Regions from separate parts of the Triticum aestivum genome. Here region 2 is linked to region 1. A link is a contact called in public Hi-C data. All regions are on one chromosome and are shown on one strand. Each heading gives the region's core, a stretch centred on a gene start, on an enhancer-like site or on the middle of the called end of the contact. The rest is flanking DNA. Distances are from core to core; before and after follow the strand shown. Region 1 holds the start of LOC123060923 (kinesin-like protein KIN-14A). Region 2 holds the start of LOC123056874.

What was found. A called contact is a pair of places that touch in the nucleus more often than the background predicts.
Region 2: a Hi-C map of leaf shows a contact between it and region 1, with 9 times the contacts expected there. The contact joins the promoter of LOC123056874 here to the promoter of LOC123060923 in region 1. A contact is called at or near these places in 2 of 5 Hi-C or Micro-C datasets (leaf and an unstated tissue).

The regions. Positions count from the first base shown.
Region 1 is chr3A:189,582,391-189,586,822 of IWGSC CS RefSeq v2.1, reverse strand. LOC123060923 (kinesin-like protein KIN-14A) reads left to right here and starts at 2,552. Exons shown (of 20, transcript XM_044483785.1): 1 at 2,552-2,764; 2 at 3,549-3,835; 3 at 3,919-4,174; 4 at 4,397-4,432. The coding sequence starts at 2,698.
Region 2 is chr3A:189,800,965-189,805,396 of IWGSC CS RefSeq v2.1, reverse strand. It overlaps LOC123056874, which reads right to left and starts at 2,654. Exons shown (of 8, transcript XM_044480114.1): 1 at 2,634-2,654; 2 at 1,817-2,019; 3 at 1,493-1,682. The coding sequence starts at 2,654. It overlaps LOC123060925 (dephospho-CoA kinase), which reads left to right and starts at 3,526. Exons shown (of 4, transcript XM_044483790.1): 1 at 3,526-3,692; 2 at 3,955-4,062.

The DNA of each region.
Region 1 (4,432 bases), core at 1,303-3,802:
CGGCGCCCCCCGCGCGGCGGCAACCGCCTCCGTCGCCCAGCCGAAGCAGAGGAAGCCAAGGGCGCCGCCGTTCAAGCCACCGGGCATGACAAACGCCGAGTGGAGGGCGGAAATTCAGCGATGGGAGGATGTCACCACCGACCGGCGCAACAGGGCCATCGCCAAGAAGGCCTGTGACAACGCGGCGCGCGCGGCTGCGGCTGCCGCTTCGGCGGATCAAGCCGAGGCCGAGGCGACTCGCGCGGGGATGATGAATCGACCCGGCAGTCATGCCCAGTACGCTCCCTGGGGCCAGCAAAGCGTCGGCTCTCCGTCGCCGCAGCCATGGGGATCGCCCTCGCTGAGCTAGCCGACGGGGACACGCACGGTGGGTTCAACCCAAACATCACCTTTCCCCAGGACACCCGGCCCAGCGCACGCCCTCGCCCGCCTTCGCCGGCGTGCAGTACCCTCCATACAATTACTCGCCGCCCGCCTACGCGTCCTCCCCGACGCCCCATCTACGCCGTTGCGCGCTGCCCTTCTCGCACCTCGGCGACACGGACGAGACCGAGGGCGACATGGACGACATCATCGCCGCAGGTTCGGCCGCGGCCGTCGTGTCTCGCGGGTTTGTCACCAGGACGAGACGGTGGATCTTAGTGGTGGCATGGACGGCGAGCTCGGCTATGTCTACGGCAAGGACGAGCAGGAGGAGCAGGAGCAGGAGGAGGAGGACGACGAGGAGGAGGAGGAGGAGGAGGAGTCGGCGCCTGTTCCGGCGAAGGGGCGCAAGAAGAAGAAGCGGGCGGCTAGGTCAGGCGAGCCGCGCATCAAGTGGGCGTCCAAGGAGGAGGAATGCCTCGCCGAAGCATGGAAAGTCGCCTGCCTCGACCCGACCACCGGCACGAACCAGAGCATCGACACGTACTGGGACCGCATCAAGGCCGAGTTCGACGAGCGCAAGCTCGTCGACCCCTACTTCAAAGGCGTCTACATGCAGCGCGGCTTGAAGGCGATGGCGAACCATTGGGGGCGTATCCAGGGGGCGTGCAACAAATGGCATGGGGTCATCGAGGAGGTCGCGGCTCGTCCGGAGAGTGGCGCCGGCGTTGAAGATCAGGTATGCCATGCCGGTCTCTCCCGCCTCTCTTCGCCGTGTATGCCTGCCAATTGTTTGTTCCTCCGCGCAGTTGCTGCGCATGTTCGCCCTGTACTGGCAGAGCAACATCAACGCCGAATTCAAGTACCTTCATGTTTACAAGCGCATTGACAAGTGCGAGAAGTGGGCGGAAGCCCGGCGCACCCTCGACAAGGCGAAGGAGACCTATAAGCCGGACGCGCCGACTCCTGGCGCATCGGAAGGGCGGCCGGACGGCAACAAAGGTGTCAAGAAGGGGAAACACGTCGACGCGGCTACCGCTCGAGTGCACGAGTCCATCAAGCACTGCCTCGCCGACGTGCAGGCCCGGGCCGTCCTTCGTGAAGAGAAGACCGACGCGCGGTGGTCGGCGTTGATGTCGAGCAGCACCGTCAAGCTCGACCTGCTCCGGACCAACGTCGCCGCGAAGAAGAGAAACACCGACCTGACTTTCCTGCTGGGCGGGGCGGACATGCTCCAGAGCACCGACGAGGCGGTCAAGACGTGGTACTTGGCGGAGCGCGGCCTCAACCTGAACCAGCTTTCCTCGACACCGCTGCCGACGCCGACGCCCACGCGACGCCGCCGCCAAGCCCGCGTGATGACGCCTCCACGACGCCCAGCAGTATCGATGCCGCGCCGACACCGCCCAGCGCAGAAGCAGCTCCGACACCGCCAAGTCCGCACACGCCAACTCTGCCGACGCCTGGGGCAGAGCCTGCCGAGTGATGCGAACGCAAACTTCTGCCGCTCTATTTTTTGTGCGCCTGTCCGATCGTCGAACTGTGACTTGCGATCGCCGGATTTGTGTGACGTATTTTGTGAGCGAGAACGATCAAGCTCGAATTTTCCGCGTCCTGGGACGGCGTCTGGGGGCATGACTGAAAGCTAGGTCGCCCCAGGGGCCAAACTAGCGCCGGTTCACCCCTGTACCGCTATTTTTTAGCGCCCTGGGGGCCGAACGGACGAAATGAACGGCGGCGGCGGCGGCCCCAATGAAGTTGCTTTAATTATGATATCGATACGCTCAGATTGGAACATAAAAACACCTTTGGCCACTTGAATTGGTACGATCGGGATATGGTCAGATTGGAATCGAGCGAAATGATAGCTCAGATTGCATTAGTAAATATAGCGCATCTTGTTTACATCCACACGACACCGCCGATAGTACTAGGAGCGTCGGCATGGTCGGTGCACCCATGGAGGAGCACCACCTGAACTTGCGTCCGACTGTCTGGCCACGGCCATTGACTGGCAAGTTGCCCCCACGACGACGGGTTTCCCCACCAGCACAGCACAGTACCAGGAGGCCGGCGCCGCACACGCACAGGCCCCGAGCCAGCAGAGCGCTCCCTGTCCGTCCGATCTTCGGTGGGCGGTGTCGAGATCCCGGACACCTTTAACCGCCTCGGGCAGGCCCCACCGCCGCACCCCACAGTTTCGAATTCAAACCCCTCCCCCCTCTCTCTCTCCCCTCCCTCCCCACGCGGCGCGCTGCTCCCGAATCGAAGCTTCCAGAAGCCTACGCGGAGGCGCGCCGGGACCCGAGCGGGGTGAGGGGCGGAGGGAGGCGCATGGCGGAGGCGCGGAGGGTGTCGTTCCGCAACGGCCGCTTCGCGTCGCGGAAGACGGAGGAGGCTGGTACGCAGATCTCTCGTCGCCCCCATCCATGGCTTCTTGCTTGATCGGTTCATCCCTGTAGGCTGCAGCGCGGTGTCTCCTTCGAGATTCCTGCGGCCCGTCTTCTTCTTCTTTCTTGCTGCGCCTCGTTTTGGTTGGGTTCTGGGCGGGTTTGCGCTGAAGCGAGCGCGTGGCCATTTTCGGGCGCGTTTGTTTTAGTAACTTTGGCGGAGGGCTCGCGGGAATCGCGCGGTTCCATTTCTGGATATACCCTTATTGAATCACGGGATCCTGCGGATATTGTGCCATCTGATGTGCAACGATTCTTTTTTTCCTGCTTCTATATTGGTCAAATCGACGCGCTTGTTGGCGGAAGTTCGTTGTAGAAATCGGTGTTCGTCAGACTCAGACGCGCTGCTGTGCATTCAACCCTAGTTCTGCGATATGTTTCGGTGATTCCTGAATCTGTCGCTGCTATCTTTGCTCCAAGAACCCGTGCAAAGCAGTGAAAGTGCAGCTTTTATTCCGGTTATTATTATTATTATGCATGCTTTCATTTCTGTAAGAAAAACAATGTTAGTTGCGGAGGAAAATCCTAAACCAGATTGTGCAGTTGGCCAGTTCTAATTATACTTTTAATGCAAGAGTGCCATTCTTGCAGCTAGAACGCCGCATTACTGCATTTCCTTGCATATGTAGCCAATACTACCATGTTTAGTTTAACATGCCACAATTTCCAACACATGGAGTTGTGCTTGTGTAAATCTCATTGGCTCACTGTACTTCTTGCTTTGGTTTGTGCAAGCATGGAGACGGCACCAGGCTGCAGCGTGGCTAGAGAGCATGGTTGGGCCCTTCGGCCTTACCCATTGCCCATCGGAACAAGAATTTGTTGCTGCTCTAAGAAACGGCATTGTCCTATGCAAGGCCATCAACAAAATACAGCCAGGTGTTGTGCCAAAGGTTGTTGCAAACGCCCCCTGCGATAGCCAGCCATCGACGGCTTTTCAATATTTTGAGAACATCCGCAATTTCTTGGTTGCTGTTCAGGCGCTAAAGTTGCCGAGCTTTGAGGCCTCTGATTTGGAAAAGGTTTGCTAGCTATCCTTACTGTGTTAATCTTGATGATGGATCGATGCCCATTATCCACGACGCTAATTTGGTTGTTTGTGCAGGACAATCTTGATGCTGGGTCAGTGGGCAAGATAGCTGATTGTGTCAATTCTCTGAAGTCCTACCAGGAGCGAAAGAAATGCAGCGGAACCTATGGGCCAGTCAAGTATATGAAATCACCTCTTGCACCACGCTCTGCAATTCATGTTCAGTCTGAAAATGTCACTTTAGGATCTTCTACCCCTCAAAAGTGTCTAGACTTGACAGAGATTGATGCCGAGGGACAATCTTCTCAAAACGTGGGTCCTAACATGGAAGGTTTGTGATGCACTTTACTTTGCAAGTTTTTTACACTTATAGTGCTTAAATGTTTCTAGCTGGTAAGTAACCTCTGTCGCCGTATGGATGCTGCTTCTTTAGTTGATTTCTCAATTAATTGTGCTATTTATGTTTTGCTCCATGCGTTAACTAATTTCAGCGACTTGGTTAAACATAGTATCTGATGAATAATTCGACCATCTATGTATTGTGCATTTGCAGAGGCAATTGGAAAACTTCAGAGGATTATTCTTGATT
Region 2 (4,432 bases), core at 1,405-3,904, 220 kb before region 1:
CAGTTTGTTTTGGATATGTCTATAATTTAGGGAGTCTTTACAAGTGATGTAGTTCAAGCTACTCACTTTAATATATCAGCTATGGTACAGATAAACCTATATAGAATGCTTCTGCACAATTTGATAAAAGAGATTAAATACTGGTTTAGCTATTGTTGCCTCGATTTTAAACATAAATGTACCTAAAACCCAAGATATGAGTGTGTAATTTACTTGGCCGAGTTAGATACATGATGTACTTGTCAGATTATTGGAAAGATTTTGTAACGAGTCTACTTCTACAGGTGGCCTATTTTTTCTGTTAGATAAACACTGGATTAACTATTGAGTTATGTAGTCTTCTCAGTTGATGTTTTTCTCAGTTAGCTGAACAAAAATGTCTAGCATATAATAATGTATATATGAAAATAATGCTGATAAAGTACACTATCATGACAAACTTTATGGTGTAATTTCCTTCATATTACGTGAGTCTCCTTATCTAACATATGCAATGCAAAAGATTGGGCATTACCATGTAAGTTTTGCTACATCATGAACTTACTGGACGTATTTAGATAAATTAACACTCCGCTTTACTGGATCGAGTTTCCTAAACACTTCATTGTGTGCCAAAGATTTAATGAACCATGCCATTGCTACATGAAAAACCACAAAGAGAACCTTAGCAAAAAAGATACTTAAATGATTAAATCACAAATAGCAACATATTTAACATCCCCTGAACTAAATATACTTAAATAGTCTTGATGCCAAGTTTACATCAATAACCACTTTTCTTTGTAACAAAAAGAGGATGTCAAGCAAGACACTTCTTACATCCCTTTAGAATATTGCTACATCAGTGCATGCTAACAGTAGCATGAAAAAAGCAATTGGCCTAGCTGGTATATGTATGTTCTGACCAAATCTGAATAAGTATAATGCTCTAATGCTTAATGTTATTTTCACATACGAACCTATTCTGTCAACAGTCCAACCATCCAAGTATGGATTCATATATGCATGTACCCTGCATACCATGAATGAATTTAGTAATAAAGCAAACAGCCAGCACTTGTGGCAGAGGCTATTGTGTCCAATTGATTTTGTTTGTATCCGTAGCGTTTATGGCCGGCCACAAAATCGATCGGCAGAGGCTATTGTGTTCGTGAGTGTCCAAGTTATTGGAGCCAGCTCTGTGCAACGATCAAAATTCGAATCGGAGGTCGAGTACGCATTGCTGCTGTACAAAGCATCAGCCAACAGTATGCCGGAAGTAGAAGTCAGCTTGCTTCGTCATCATCGTCGCCATAAGTACTCTGGTGTGGCGCTGTGCTAATAAATTGTACGCATGAACTAATTCCACCCCTTGATCACCACCGTCAACCAAACAGGAATATTTGTCATCAGACTGATGAAAAGCGAACTTGAATCTGACTTGGGATCGAGGGGGTGGAATTTGGTTAGAGCAAGAACACCACCGTCGTCCCACAGGGAAGAGCGTGTGCACCTCCGTCGTGCATCTCCTCCTTAATCCTCTTTTGTTCGTCGGGTGGACAGGCGGCGCCGCTAGAGCAGGACGGAGCCGGACGTCTGTACGGCCTACGTTGCTCTGCCGAGGAAGACGTTGATGGCGTTGTGGACCACCACCGCTGCTCGAGCTACTCCAGCCGAGTCCGGAGCTCCTCCTTGGGTCGCCGCTGCAAGCGTGGGGATGGAGGCAGAGGGAACATTAGGCTGTGGGGAAGGGGGAAAGAGGAGGCAGAGTCTGATTCAAAGGGAGGGAGATGGTGAAGCTACAAGCGTGAGCAAGATAGATAGCGGCGCTACTGACCTTTGAGCCGGGATGGTGGCGGCGTCGGGCGCCGGCGGCGGCAGCGGTGGCCGGAACGACGGAAACCCTAGCAGGTGGGTGGAAAGAAGGAGAGAGGATGCGTGTGGGATTAAAAAGTCGAACCATTCGCGCTCCTGCCCAACCCATTCGCTAGCTCCATCCGATTTTCTTGTCGTACCTGTGTCAACGTGGACATTGCGAGGCTACGCTCTTGATGCGTACGTTAATGCTTCTCGATACACGGGACCCATTAATTGTTGGCATTTTTCTATAAAGGGTGGCATTAGATGCAAGTTGCTCACGGTGACGAGCACAACACATGTTCGATAGTGGCTGCAGCGCCGAGAGCCCGCAACCCAATGGTGGCAGTGGGCAACGCCACCTCTTTTTCGATCCTCGAAGGCTAGGGAGAGGTTTTGAGAGATGATTTGGAGATGACATCGTCCATTTCTGGCAGTGCAGCTGCTAGATAGCGGTAACGGGGATGGGGAGGACGGTCAGTTGGAGTCAGAGGATCTTCCTGTTCTATTTTAGTGATAGGTTTTGGAACAACTTTTTGAGGCACGAGAGAGTTTCTGTGGAGCTCAAATAAAAGGAGATAGATGTTTTTTGGTGATAGGTCAGATGTTTATAACTACATGTATGACAGTTTCCCTTAGAGCAACTTAGTAGGTCCTGTAAAAACAATATACGGCCCCCCCTGACACGAATTTACGACATCACATGACATCGAACCGAATAGATCTCATAAACTCATACCGTAAAAAAAATTCTGGCCAGAACGACGGCCACACGCATGCTCCGGTCAATCGCTCACACATGCACAACCAGAACGCATGACCGCCTGCTCTAGTGCTGCTCTTGCTGCTCGCGCTCGATGGCGCCGGGCTGCCTGGTTCGGCGTTGACCGATTTATGAGTTCCCTCAAAAATGACTTGAAAACTGCAAATATGAGGTATGCATGTGATAATATACGGGACCTGTAATTTTTCGGTTATGATAAGTGCCACACATTAGGTAGGTGGCACTCCAACCTGACATGTTTGGCAATACTAGTCACGTAAATATGGCAAAATTCAATGACAAACGACAAGTTTCTGTCGAAAAATAAATTGAAGCATGAAAGTTGTTATACTTGCTAACTAAAGTTGTCATATTCATGTCATTAAACTTACATTCAAAAACGTTTGAAGTTGCATGCACTCGTATACGCGTGACATTTATTAGGATCCATTTTTTTCTCAAATACCTCCGTTTCATAATGTAAGGCGTTTTTTTACACTACTATAGTGTCAGAAAAAGTCTTACATTATGAAACGGAGGGAGTATTTTTTAAGGAATTTATTCTATGTGTTTTCAACGTACAGTACAAATTTAAAGGCTTAACCACTTTGGGTGGTTGCTTTGGCAAACGCTGCCCAACCGCGCCGCCTTTTCCCCCTACTTGGTACTCCCTCCGGTCCTTTTTACTCTGCACATTGGTTTTGCCGAAAGTCAAACTTTACTATGTTTGACCGAATTTATATTAAAAATTATTAGTATCTATAATATCTAATAAATATAATATGAAAACATATTTCAAGATGAATCTAATGATATTGATGTTGTTATGTGAATGTCTATAATTTTTTTATATAAACTTGATTAAAGTTGGATGAGATTGATTTCGGACAAACCTAATATGTAGAGTAAAAAGGACCGGATGGAGTAATTGTACTCTCATGATTATTCGCACGCAGCTACGCGACGGCGGCTGGCTGGCGGAGAAACAAATTTGCGACGGCACGCTTGAAGAAGAGAGTTGCAACGTAGCGGCGGCGCGGAGGAGGCCTGCTGCGTGTGGCCTACCGGGACGCATCGGCCTCGAGATCGCAAGGTATCTCTCGCTCACTTGATCACCCGAGAGCACTCGAGAAGAACACAGCGCCCGACGAATTTCCCCTTTCGATTCGGCCCCCTCTTTTATTTACCTAAAAATTGCTGAATTAGGTGTGGTTTCGTATCCCCTCCATTTGTTAAACTCTCCACCTGTGATTAAATTCGGTTTTAAAAAATCGGTTATCCCCAATCTATGAGAGTTGGAACAGACGGGGTCATCCCCACGCGCTCTAAATCGTCTCGTGCGAACCGATTTTCAGATGAGACTGGTCGGCTTGACGGGTGGAATTGCTTCGGGGAAGAGCACCGTCTCTGGCCTCTTCAAATCCGCCGGCGTCCCTGTCGTCGACGCCGACATTGTGGCTCGGGTAAGCATCCAGCATCCAGCATCGGTATGCCGAAATATGCGCTTGCTGCTGCTAGATAGTACAATGCTGTGCCTTTGCAAGCAATGTTGTTGTTTTACTCGATTCAGTCACAACCAGGGTAGTACAGAATAGAATGTGGCTAATTACTTTTGTATAGCATGCAAGTAGGCTGGTCACATCAGCTTTTTGGGGATTAATAGTTCTGTAAAAAAACTCCATCCTCGTCCTAATCAATGTGATCACTGATCAGTACAAAACTGTTTCTATTTTATTGTGTCGTTACTCCCTGAGAACTGACGGCAACACTTGGTAATCTGGCAGTATTGACTTTAACTATGTGACAAAGTTCTATAACATGGAATCAAACTGC